Regions from separate parts of the Mus musculus genome. Here region 1 is linked to region 2. A link is a contact called in public Hi-C data. All regions are on one chromosome and are shown on one strand. Each heading gives the region's core, a stretch centred on a gene start, on an enhancer-like site or on the middle of the called end of the contact. The rest is flanking DNA. Distances are from core to core; before and after follow the strand shown.

Region 1 (5,613 bases), core at 2,248-4,747, 3.0 Mb before region 2:
TTGCAGAATCCCCGCAATTGCACAGTGAATCTTATAAAAGCTATCTTTCTTCAAACTACATAGTTCTGTTTTTGTTCAAAGTTCCTCTAGGGCCAAACCTACCTTCCAAGACACTAATGTCAACTTAGTCACCTAAAGAGATCTGGGCAATATAAAATACCATGTTATCTTTGTATTTGAACATCATTTTATGTATTTGATGAAGTATTTCAACACAAAATAATCTCAAGGAATTAAACAAAACCTTTAAAAAAAAGTTTTTATGTTATGTAGATCTCCAGCTTGATTATAATAGTAATATAATTTTCTATTCTTTGTTTTTGTCTATTTGTTTGTTTGTTTTAACAGTGTTTTATAGAGCCAAGGCCAAACAGGAACTCCCTAAAGAGCTGGTGACCTTGAATATGTACCCCATTCTCCTGCTGTACCTCTTAAGAACTGGGATTAAAACCATACCCCCAACCCTACCCAGATTTTACTGAGACTCAAGTTCAAGTTTTCACTCATACTGGAAGAAACAGCACCAATCTACATATTGACACTCTTATTCTTTAAAATTCCTTTGAAAGAAAAGTGTCAGTTGCAATTTCAACCCTTTGATATAATTGTGACGAGTATAAATAGAATATAAATGCTGCAGGTAAGTATGATACTTTGTATTTCTTTGTATTTCTTTGTAATATTAATTATATTGATCTAATTAGCATATCTATCACTTCATATAATTTCAGACACATCTCTGGGATTTCTGAGTAGGCTTTCCAAAGAGTTTTCAAACAAACAAACAAAAACCAAAACAAATCAAAACAAAACAAGAACCTAGCTAAGCTCTCTGCTAGGTGCTGAAGTGAAATGTTCAACTGGTATGGTCAAGTCTTAGACAGGGGAGCCTCAATATGTGACTACACTTGGAAGTAGTTCCTTAAAGGGGGAATTATGTTAAAATGGGGTCATTTAGAGTTGGCACTTAATAATATAACTAGTTTCCTTGTAAGAAGTTATGAAGACATAGAAAAGCACAGAGGGAAAGTCACAGTGAAAACATAGATTTCCTTAACCCAAGGATGTGGTCCCAGTAGAAATCAGTTATACTAGCATCTTGACCTTGCACCTGTCCCTTCAATAATAGTGAGGCAGATTGTTTCTGTGTTTTAAGGTATTCAGGCTGTGACATTTAGTTACAGTTGCCCTGGTAGACTAGAAAGCCTGTCTATAATCTTTTCTCATTTCTAAGCCAATTGATATGACTGGAAGAGAAAGTTGCTGTGGTCATACAAAGACAGTTGAATATGAGCATGTACTCATGCATGTATGTGTGCTCCACCATAGATAAACACCACCCTGTTTTTGTTGCCTCCCTTATACAGATTTGTAAGGAAGAATGAAACACAAAGAAAAGTAAATGCTATAAGGTACTATACAACCAAGCTTGCCTCTATGTACCATGAATTATAAATACTCTAAAGAAGAGTTCTGGGTATAAAAGTTACTGCGTTCATAACTTAAGGTGTTTCAAGGACATCATGATGGTGTGGTTTTGACATTAGAAAATTATACACAAGTTTTATCTTTAATTTTTTCATACAGATATACTCCTACAGCACTTACCTATAAGTAATTAAGATTCAGCCTGAGGCTTTAAATCCAGACCTCAGGAGATAGGTATATCTCTTGAATTGTAAAGTCACCTCATTTACAAAGTAAGTTCCAGGACAGCAGGACAATTCCTATAGCACATATCATGCTACATTCCTGCCAAGACTGTGAAAGGGCTAATTTCTCCACATGCTTATTAGCAGTGTTACAAATGAAGAGCAGTTGTCCTATTGGTGAATATGCATGAATAATCTACATGTATAAATTCATATATATATCACATATATATTATTTAAATTGATATGTAGAATATATATGCATGTACATACATATATACATATATATGAAGGTATATGAATAGGTAGAATAAGTGTTTTTATTTATTATACCATTATTTACAACATTCAAAATATAAAAACCAATGGAAATCACTATTAACAGGCATATGAGTAGAAATAAACCAAAATGTACATACTGATACACAACTCAATCACAAAAGAAAATGCTGTTGCCAATGACACGGAGAAGACTGTCCTAACTGACATAAGCCAGGCAAAGAAAAAAGGCTAAATGTTCTTACTGACATATGAAGCTAAAACCTAATCACTTTATTAAAGCAGGGAGTTGAGTAGAATTACAAGAACCTAGCAGAAAAAAAATGACAAGGACATTAAGGAGAAAGTAGTGACACCATTCTGCTGCATGCTAGAAGGCATTGTGGTTTAATGTATTGACATAGGATCTAGACCCCAATGACTGCCTGATGGCACCTCCATATTATTTTTTATCTTTGTTTTAATCCTATTGAGTGGTGTTTTTAAACAGCCGTTTGAACTTTAGATAGCCATGGACTTTTTGTTGTCTGCCTCTGTGTGCCAGTACTGACACACCATGTGTGTTGCATCCCATCTAGCGCCAGAATTGGTGTTTATAATTCTTCCCTGTATGAGATCCTCTCGATTCTCTCAGTTCTCTTATTTTGTAAAGAAGCAGCAAAACAGAACTGTACTCTGTAACTTTGTTCTAAGTTCTACAGATGATTATAGGGTGAGTACCTTGGACAATTTGTCAGTCTAGAAATAGCGTGACACTAATTATTAAATTCTTCTTGAGAATTTAGAGTAATTCAAATTTAAAGATCACATACAAAACCTCATGTGGTCTGCAAGAAAATAAAGTATTATGAGGCCTGGCTGATAACTTGGTGCCATAGTGTATTCCAGAAATACTCCTCCTTAATAACTGTAATAATTTTGAACAACTCTTACACTATACTTTATATTCTCTTTGAATTCTTTGAACAGGCATCACAAAGACCAGAGAACCAAAGGAATTTAAACTGAAATCTTATAAAAATGTTTTTTTCTCAGAATAGTTTTATAAAGAATCTAAAAACAAATGTAGTCTTCAAAAAAACCACAATAAACAGAACAAAACAAAAACAGCAAGTTACATGTTTATTTTGAATAGAAACTATCTAGTGGGTTGCTTACTAACTTAATCTCAGACAGAGGATAACAATTTACAGAAAAATCTTTCCATTTCTAAACTCTCCTGAGAAACACTGCAGCTCACTGGTTCTTTCACAGTGCATCTTACTATGTGGTGAAGGTGGTCTTAGGTGCAGAGTCTCCTTTGTTAAGTAAACTTCTGTCTTCTCTTGAAACAAAGAAAAGCTGCATTTGCACTTGAATTTAACAAGAGAATACAAAAATAAAACACAACTCCAGAATGCAATGAATATTCCAGAGCCAATTACATAGTTTTTAAATTACCTTCAAATATAACTAATGTTTGTGACTGAACAGGCAAAAAGGCTTCTGAGTCAGACTGTATTGAAATTCTTGCTATTGTGACTGAGAAATTTTTATCAGTCTGAGCTCTCCATTTCTCACTGTATAATAAAGAAAAGGTTATTTGAGGATTGAACTATCCTCATGATCGAGGTAGCTAGAAAACTGGCTGGCACAGGAAGGCATCTGACAAATTTGTTTTTACCTTTCAATGGCAAATTTATCAAGGACAGGTAAATATCTGCATTATGTATCTCCATAGGGATCAGAATGATTCATTTAGCAACCCTTCTTAGAAATCTATATTTAAATCTCATGTTGCTCTTTCCTGCTTATTTTAGAGAAAATGTTAATATTCACGGAAAAGGGAAAATGTCTGTAAGATGATAAAAGTTTTGAGCATATTCATGATATAACAGTATATAGGGCAGTATATAGGTGTTGTGCAAATGGCAGTTCTGACACAGGCCTTGAGCTCATTTGCTTATAAAATTAAAAGGTTCATTTTAAATTGTTGATGAGAAATTAAGAAAATTTAGAAGCCTAACATCCACAGATACACTCCCCAAACACACACTTAAGCCTCTAAGGTTCCTCCTAGACATCACAATATTTTTTGGATGCTTACAGTGTGTCATCAGCTCCATTTGCATAAAAGACAGGGGATACAGGCATCCTCTAACATCTTAAGAATGGCAGCTTAACAGCCTCAGCAGGAAACATGCCTAACAAACTAAAAATAAAGGTATATACGCCCATACCCACTTTTTACAAAGAAGTACACCATAGACTGGAAACAAATCATCTTTTTTTTTTCCACTAAAAGTATTTTAAGGTCTCATTTATCTCAGCCTTCATTGAAAGAGTTGGTTCCAAATGCATCAGCGCTTTACTCAACAAAGAAATAAAGATCAAAACTACAGCTACAATATCAGGTTTTTAAAGATGTCAAATCTCAACAGCACTAAACCAGTTCTTCATTGTTCCGCATGCTATTCTTATTTTGTAAGTACTCAAACAGCCGGTGCAATTCTTTCCTGCAATGATTTCCTTTTCAATGATTTAAGCAGTCTATTCTCAAAAGCAATGCTCAGAAATCCAATTACCATTCCAACACCACGCTTTTGTAAGCCCAGAGCATTAAACCATAGAATATGCCTCTTCTTGCCCCTTTCTCAAACCTCTCCATCACGAACTCAGTTTCTCTATCAAAAGACATTTGGATTTTCTTTTGCATTTTTTGACTTCCTTGGATAAGAAAGGATAGCCATAATTTACCTTAAAACAATGAAAAATTCTGAGTTTTTCATATGAAAATAAATGTGTGGCGGTAAATGTGAGGGATAATTGAACAATAATATATGTCCTCTTTAGCATGGTGTTAGTAAATTACATCATAATATGCTAATATTATGCTAATATTGCATCATAAAATGCTAACTGGAGCTTAATTCATCTCATGTTAATATTGAATATACTGAATACAGAAATTAAGAGTAAAAAGTCCCAAGGTAATTATTTGGTAAAAAGAAACTTCAATATTCATATGTTTTTATGTAAATTCCTTGATCTGTAGATACAGTGTATCTATATTTCTATCTATCTATCTATCTATCTATCTATCTATCTATCTATCTATCTATCTATCTATCTCTATATGTATCTATCTATCTATCTATCTATCTATCTATCTATCTATCTATATGAGTTGCATGGATGAAAATAAACGGTAAACATTAAAGAGATAGTGCATGCACGTTCAAATTTAATTTGTGGATGTAATAGCCAAAGTCACCATTAAGGCAAATAAATGGTCTAGGAATAAAGAAAATAAATCTTTAATTAAATTGATGCTGACTAAATCCATTTACAACAACTCTAAATATAAGATTTTGTCTAATAATGAGTCATTCTTAACCTGTCGTATTCTACAAAAGACATAAGAATTGTGAATTATATAAGCTCTATTTCAGAAATGGACCAATTTTTCATAACTCATGTTAGAATGAAGTCAAATACATGCACAGCACCTTGGAGCCATCAAATAAAGTTAGTGATTACAATATCAAAATTCTATGATCTGTGATTTCTAATCTAACATTAGCAGTGAGAATACAAATATATTTTGAAGTTCAAAAGAAAATTATATCTAACAGTGAGTATAATCTGTAAGCTTATCATTCTCAAATAGGTTGTTATAAACTAATACAGTTTGTATGTGTGT
Region 2 (5,166 bases), core at 2,003-4,502:
TGTACATATGTATATCTACTGATGATATTTGTATATATGGAAATATATGCACAGATAGTGGCAAATGATAGTTTTATATGTTCTATGACTGCATAATGCTACATATATGACCAATCTTCTTTATCAATTCACTTATTAATATATACTTAGGTTGCTTCCATTTCTTGGTTATTGTAAATAGGACTATAATGCACATGAGGCCAGATATCTTTTAAACATACTGATTTCATTTCAGATGCTGATAAAGATATTATTCAGATTACAGGGTTGTATGATGACTCTTTAGTTATTTGAGAACCAGGTTGTTTTTTTTTTCCACAGTGACTGAACAATTTACATTTCCTCCATCACTATGTACCAGTTCCCTTTCTCCACATCTTGTTAGTACCTGTTTTGGCCTTTGCTTGTGGCTGGGTTGGTGTTTTTTGAGTAGCAATCCTTTTTTTGGGTGACACAATACCTTGCTGTGGCTTTTATTTTCATTTCCCTGATGTGTCATTACACTGGGTGTTTATTGATTGATCCATTGGCCAATTGGATGTTTTCTTTTACAAGCCATCTATATGGAGCTCACTATTAATTCATTAAATAATATAGAAACCAATGTTTACTGCCTGCTATGTCCTCAAAGCTGTGCTTGGCCAATCACGTGCATTCATCTGAACTCATGAGCAAGAACCACCCTCAGTGGCACCGTGGTTCAGTCATCTGGCAGTAAGTTCACCAAATAATTTAACAGTTCGTGAAAAGAAAATAACTCTGATCGTTAGCAAAGATGAAGTTAAATATTGTAATGTGTATCAACTAGCTAGGCCATGTAGGCAGACTGGACAAGCTGCGCTCTCATGTGTGAGAAGGCCTTTGCCCTCAGAGACCACACATTTTCACTCCTCTCTGCTGTCCACTCTGGGCAAGTCTGGGCAGTCTGGGCAGACTTTCAGGATAAGCAACCTCTAGTTTGGTGCTGCTGGAAAATAAGTGGGGCATTTCTGAAATTCCCTGTAGTGTTTCACATACAAATATGAAGCAAATTGCTCTACATGCACTTTCTTAACATTTAGGATGATGTTATAGCTTCCAATGTTTGTTTGACAGGATTTTTCTCTGGCTTTACAGATGGTGTAAAAGGACAGTGGCTAACGAGTTTCCCTTGAGAATTACAAATCCATGCCTTAAAAATGTCCTATTCATACAGGGTCAAAATTCTGAAAACAGCACATATCTACATATATGTACACACACACATGCCCACACACACACACACACACACACACACACACACACAGGCTTTTAAAATAAAACTCTGACTTCCTCAGAAAAACAAAATTGGTTATTTACAGACCTTACAAGATTCATTGTCGGTTCTGCAACATACACATACACTACAGATTTAACATGGTTTAAATAATGAGCCCCACATAAAGTGTACAGTGGAAAGATGACCATAGCAGGTCCCGGGTCTCACAACAACTAAGAATTCTTTCTAATCAGTGAACAGACTCAGAGTAATCAAAGAAAATAACCTTCTTTTAGCAAGTACAGATCCGCAAGGCTTTTCAAAACCTTATGGCATTCCAGGCTGATCCACAGAATCCCTTTGGTCCAGTAGAAGCTACAGCACGCGCTAATGGTGACATTTTCCTCCAAATATCACTAACTTTCACAGAAGCCAGCAGCTTCGGAGCGCTGGAGGCAGCAAGCCCGGAAGCAGGAGAGCCTACCTTCTCTGTCACTGTGCCCTGCTCACTTAGTTGCGCTTCATTTTGCTCATGCACACGAAGGAATAAGAAACTCGGGGTTTTTTCCTAAGAGTGATAGGAAGAAAATAAATGGATGTCAATATATAAATGCTTTCATTGAGATTCTTATAAACAAAGAAAAATCCCTACATATCCAACACTCTGAATATCCTCAATATAATTAGCTGAGCAGTCCGTACGTTTGGGTGGTACCGTTTCCCTGTATTCTTTAATTTAACAGGCACTTAATATGTGACATTTCCTCCAAATATCACTGACTCTCACAAAAGATGGGAACTTCAAGGTGCTAGAAGCTGAGTCCTTATCAAAATGGCAGAAGAGCATACTCTTTGTATCTGGGAGCAAGGCTGGCCTTTTCCATTTGACAAGCAACACACCGTCCTTGACAGCCTCTCTCTTCAACCAGGAAATGAAACACCACTTGTATGTGGCCAGTTGGTCAAATAATAGTGAAGAATGCCAGTTCTAGAAAATGACACTTTAATATACTTACAGAATGAAAGGAAGTGCCTGCTTCCCTCAGCAGGCTGATGTAGACTCGGGAGAAAGCTCTCGAAGAACAGTAGTGTCAGAAATGAAACCACAATCATCCATACGACTTTGCAAAAGACAGGAAAGCACTAAGTCTAGGTAGAGCATAAAGCCAGAAAGATGAAAGTTAAGGCCAGAGAAAAAGCTTAGTATATTTGGAGTGCGGGGGGAGGGGAGAGGCAGGAGGGGCGGTAATCTAAAAACACTCAAATAACCGAGGAAACAGAAAATCCTCTTCAACCTCACAGAGCTGCACGGTTCCGCGTAACAGGGAAAGGTCATCTTAAATAGCTGCTCTTCTGGCGTTTTTCTTTTGTTTTTTAATAAACTGAATTAATGAGTTGGACTTCAGTGCCCTTTTAAAAAGTAGACAAAATGAACCACTGTTGACAAACATGGCATTAAAAGATTGTTGAGAAGGCCTGCAGTACTTGTGCTTGGAGCCTGCAGCTACCCCAGCTGTGGGCTTCGGGTGACAGCTGCAGAAAGCACGCAGGGCTAAAAAGTATCATTTGGATTTGGGGTGATTGGTTCTGAGGGTTTGCGTTCTCTTTTTGAAGTGATCATTTGGTGTGATTGCCATCAGGGGCTTAAAGAAGATCAAAAACTTCAGATGATGTAACCTGCTTGCCTGGAAAGACTTCTAATTGAATCAGACACAGACTGAATACAATTCGCTGAAAAAGACTCAGAGCCTCTGCTCAAAACAGCACTGCAACATCCAGAGGGCTCCATCTCGATCTTTTGTCTTTTTCTCAAGAAAGGGCTATGATTACATATCTTCATCGTTTGCAGGACTTCCTGTTTAGGGTGACAGAAAAGAACGTCAGGAAAATCCACACGTACTTTTTCCTCTACTTGCATTTTTATGTGAAAATTGTATTCACATTTAAAGAAAGTGGGTCTGTGTGGACACATGGCTATGATGGGCAGAGATAAACATGAATCCTTGTAGAAATCCTGGCAGAGGATTTGGCAGATCTGTCAAAGTCTAATTCTCAACACAACCAGATGGTAGAGCGTCTCATAGAGAGACTCAGAATTCCAGAGCAAACACCTATCTCTGGGCTTTTTGGGCAATGTGCCTACATATTTGTTCTTATTATCTTGTCTAGTGCTTGCCAGACTTCTGTGCTCCAATTTTGAAACACAAACTGAGAAAACAGTTGAAATGTTTACTTTCAACGGAGTATTGACAGTCAGTCAGTCCATCAGAAAATACCCCATCACGCCCTCAGGGCACATAATGCTACTGTGGGTGAATGGAGATGTGTATTAAAGAACAGATCATATCTTTGAACCAAAGCAATGATTTCATTCGCACAGGACTTGTATGTTGGGGGTCTCATGCTGGATTCTGACATTAGAGAGAGCCCAGACACAGATTGAAGAACACAATTCTAACAGAAAACTCATGGTTGTTTTTATTTTTATTTTTATTAACTTTTTGGTTATCTGACTGCACAAGGACCATGCAGCCTCTCTCTCCTTGCCACACACTGCCACCTACAGGACAGTCAGCAGCCAGTACATAATAACTTGTTTTCCTTCTCAGGGCTGAAAATAAATGTCCTAATTAATTTCATGATGTCCCTGTTTTTCATGCAGCATTAAAGTTAAGTATGCAAGTGCCCACTGGGTCTGTGTCTATAATCGTAAAATAAAAATGCTGCCTAGAGTTTGGGATTAGTTGGGGGAGCTGAAATGTCCTCCTGGGCACAGGGCATTTCACAGCAAAGCATACAAGGCATGTTTCCGTCCCTGTTGCATCTCTTTCCAGGAAGCAAGTATCACAGGCAGGTTGGCAAGTGACTCCAGAGACGGTAGCAACTGCTGATGGTGATAAACGCAGTTCTCACATACAGCATTTACTGGTGAAGGTGAACGGTAGCCGTGAGTTTCATTAATTGTGATACCATTGACTACTCTTCTTCAAAGAAAGCCCTGTGAGTGTTTACAGATTAGTTAAGATCATATTTTTCAGAAGTATAGAGAAAGAAATTTAAAGAAAAGCATTACCCAGTGATACGCATTAAAATAAATTCAAGTCTTAGTTTTCTGATGAGTATAAATAAAATTATCAAAATATGCCTGTTAGGACGAGGCCATGATGAGGGAAAAGAAGTCATTTGGTTCTTTCAATTTGGTAGCAAGAACATTATGGCATTTTCTCTTTGGAAAGAATTATCAAATTACTTGCTTGAAAAAAAATTGTTGAAATCGGGCCAGAAGAGCAGCTTCCATGGCAACGAATGCATTAGGAGATCATAGATGTCCTATATCCTCATTTAGCATCTTGATGATATAATTCAGAGAAAATCCATGGGCTTCAGATGAACTAAAAGATAAGTGTGATCACACTGATTGGAGAAATCTATGACAAGATTAATCGTGGAAATAATCAAGATTTTCAAAGAAGGACTGAGGTATTTGTCAAAATGGTTAAAATTGACCCTGAATACAAATTAATCAGTAACAAACTTATATGAGGAAAAAACTATCTTCCTTTTTGTTCCACAAAAAAAGCATGGCTAAAACCATGCCCAGCACACATCTGCTATGCAGTCCACATTCTTGAGTGCACTGGAGGATTGCCCTGTCTATGGGAATCTCACGGTATATCATGTTGTAAAATGAAATCTTTTTATAGTACAAACAGCAACCGTTTTTCTCCTCTATGTATTTGGTAAATAATGATCCTCAGATATTGAATTTTCTTAAAGTAATACAGCCATCATTTGCAAATAGCACAATGCCAAGAGACACTTTTATAAATCACTCCTTGAGAATTCAGAATTCAAAAGTATAGTACTGCAAAAATGGGTGCAGGATGGCTATAGTTTCCTTTTCTGTATTAAAGGTGATAAGCATTTGA

Evidence for each region. Hi-C and Micro-C count contacts between places; a contact is called where the count stands out from the background.
Region 1: a Hi-C map of cortical neurons shows a contact between it and region 2, with 4 times the contacts expected there. The contact joins two enhancer-like sites. A contact is called at or near these places in 3 of 484 Hi-C or Micro-C datasets (cortical neurons, embryonic fibroblasts and forebrain).

The regions. Positions count from the first base shown.
Region 1 is chr3:13,712,300-13,717,912 of GRCm38.p6, reverse strand. All of the region lies in intron 1 of Ralyl (RALY RNA binding protein-like), which reads right to left. Among named protein-coding and RNA genes, the nearest start is that of 4930539N22Rik, 62 kb to the right of the region's middle. Within about 2 kb of position 3,497, at least 3 of the 459 cell types and tissues checked have an H3K27ac peak or open chromatin away from gene starts, as enhancers often do. A contact at or near this core is called in cortical neurons, where this site is marked.
Region 2 is chr3:10,683,952-10,689,117 of GRCm38.p6, reverse strand. No RefSeq gene overlaps it. Among named protein-coding and RNA genes, the nearest start is that of Gm33551, 160 kb to the left of the region's middle. Within about 2 kb of position 3,252, at least 18 of the 459 cell types and tissues checked have an H3K27ac peak or open chromatin away from gene starts, as enhancers often do. A contact at or near this core is called in cortical neurons, where this site is marked.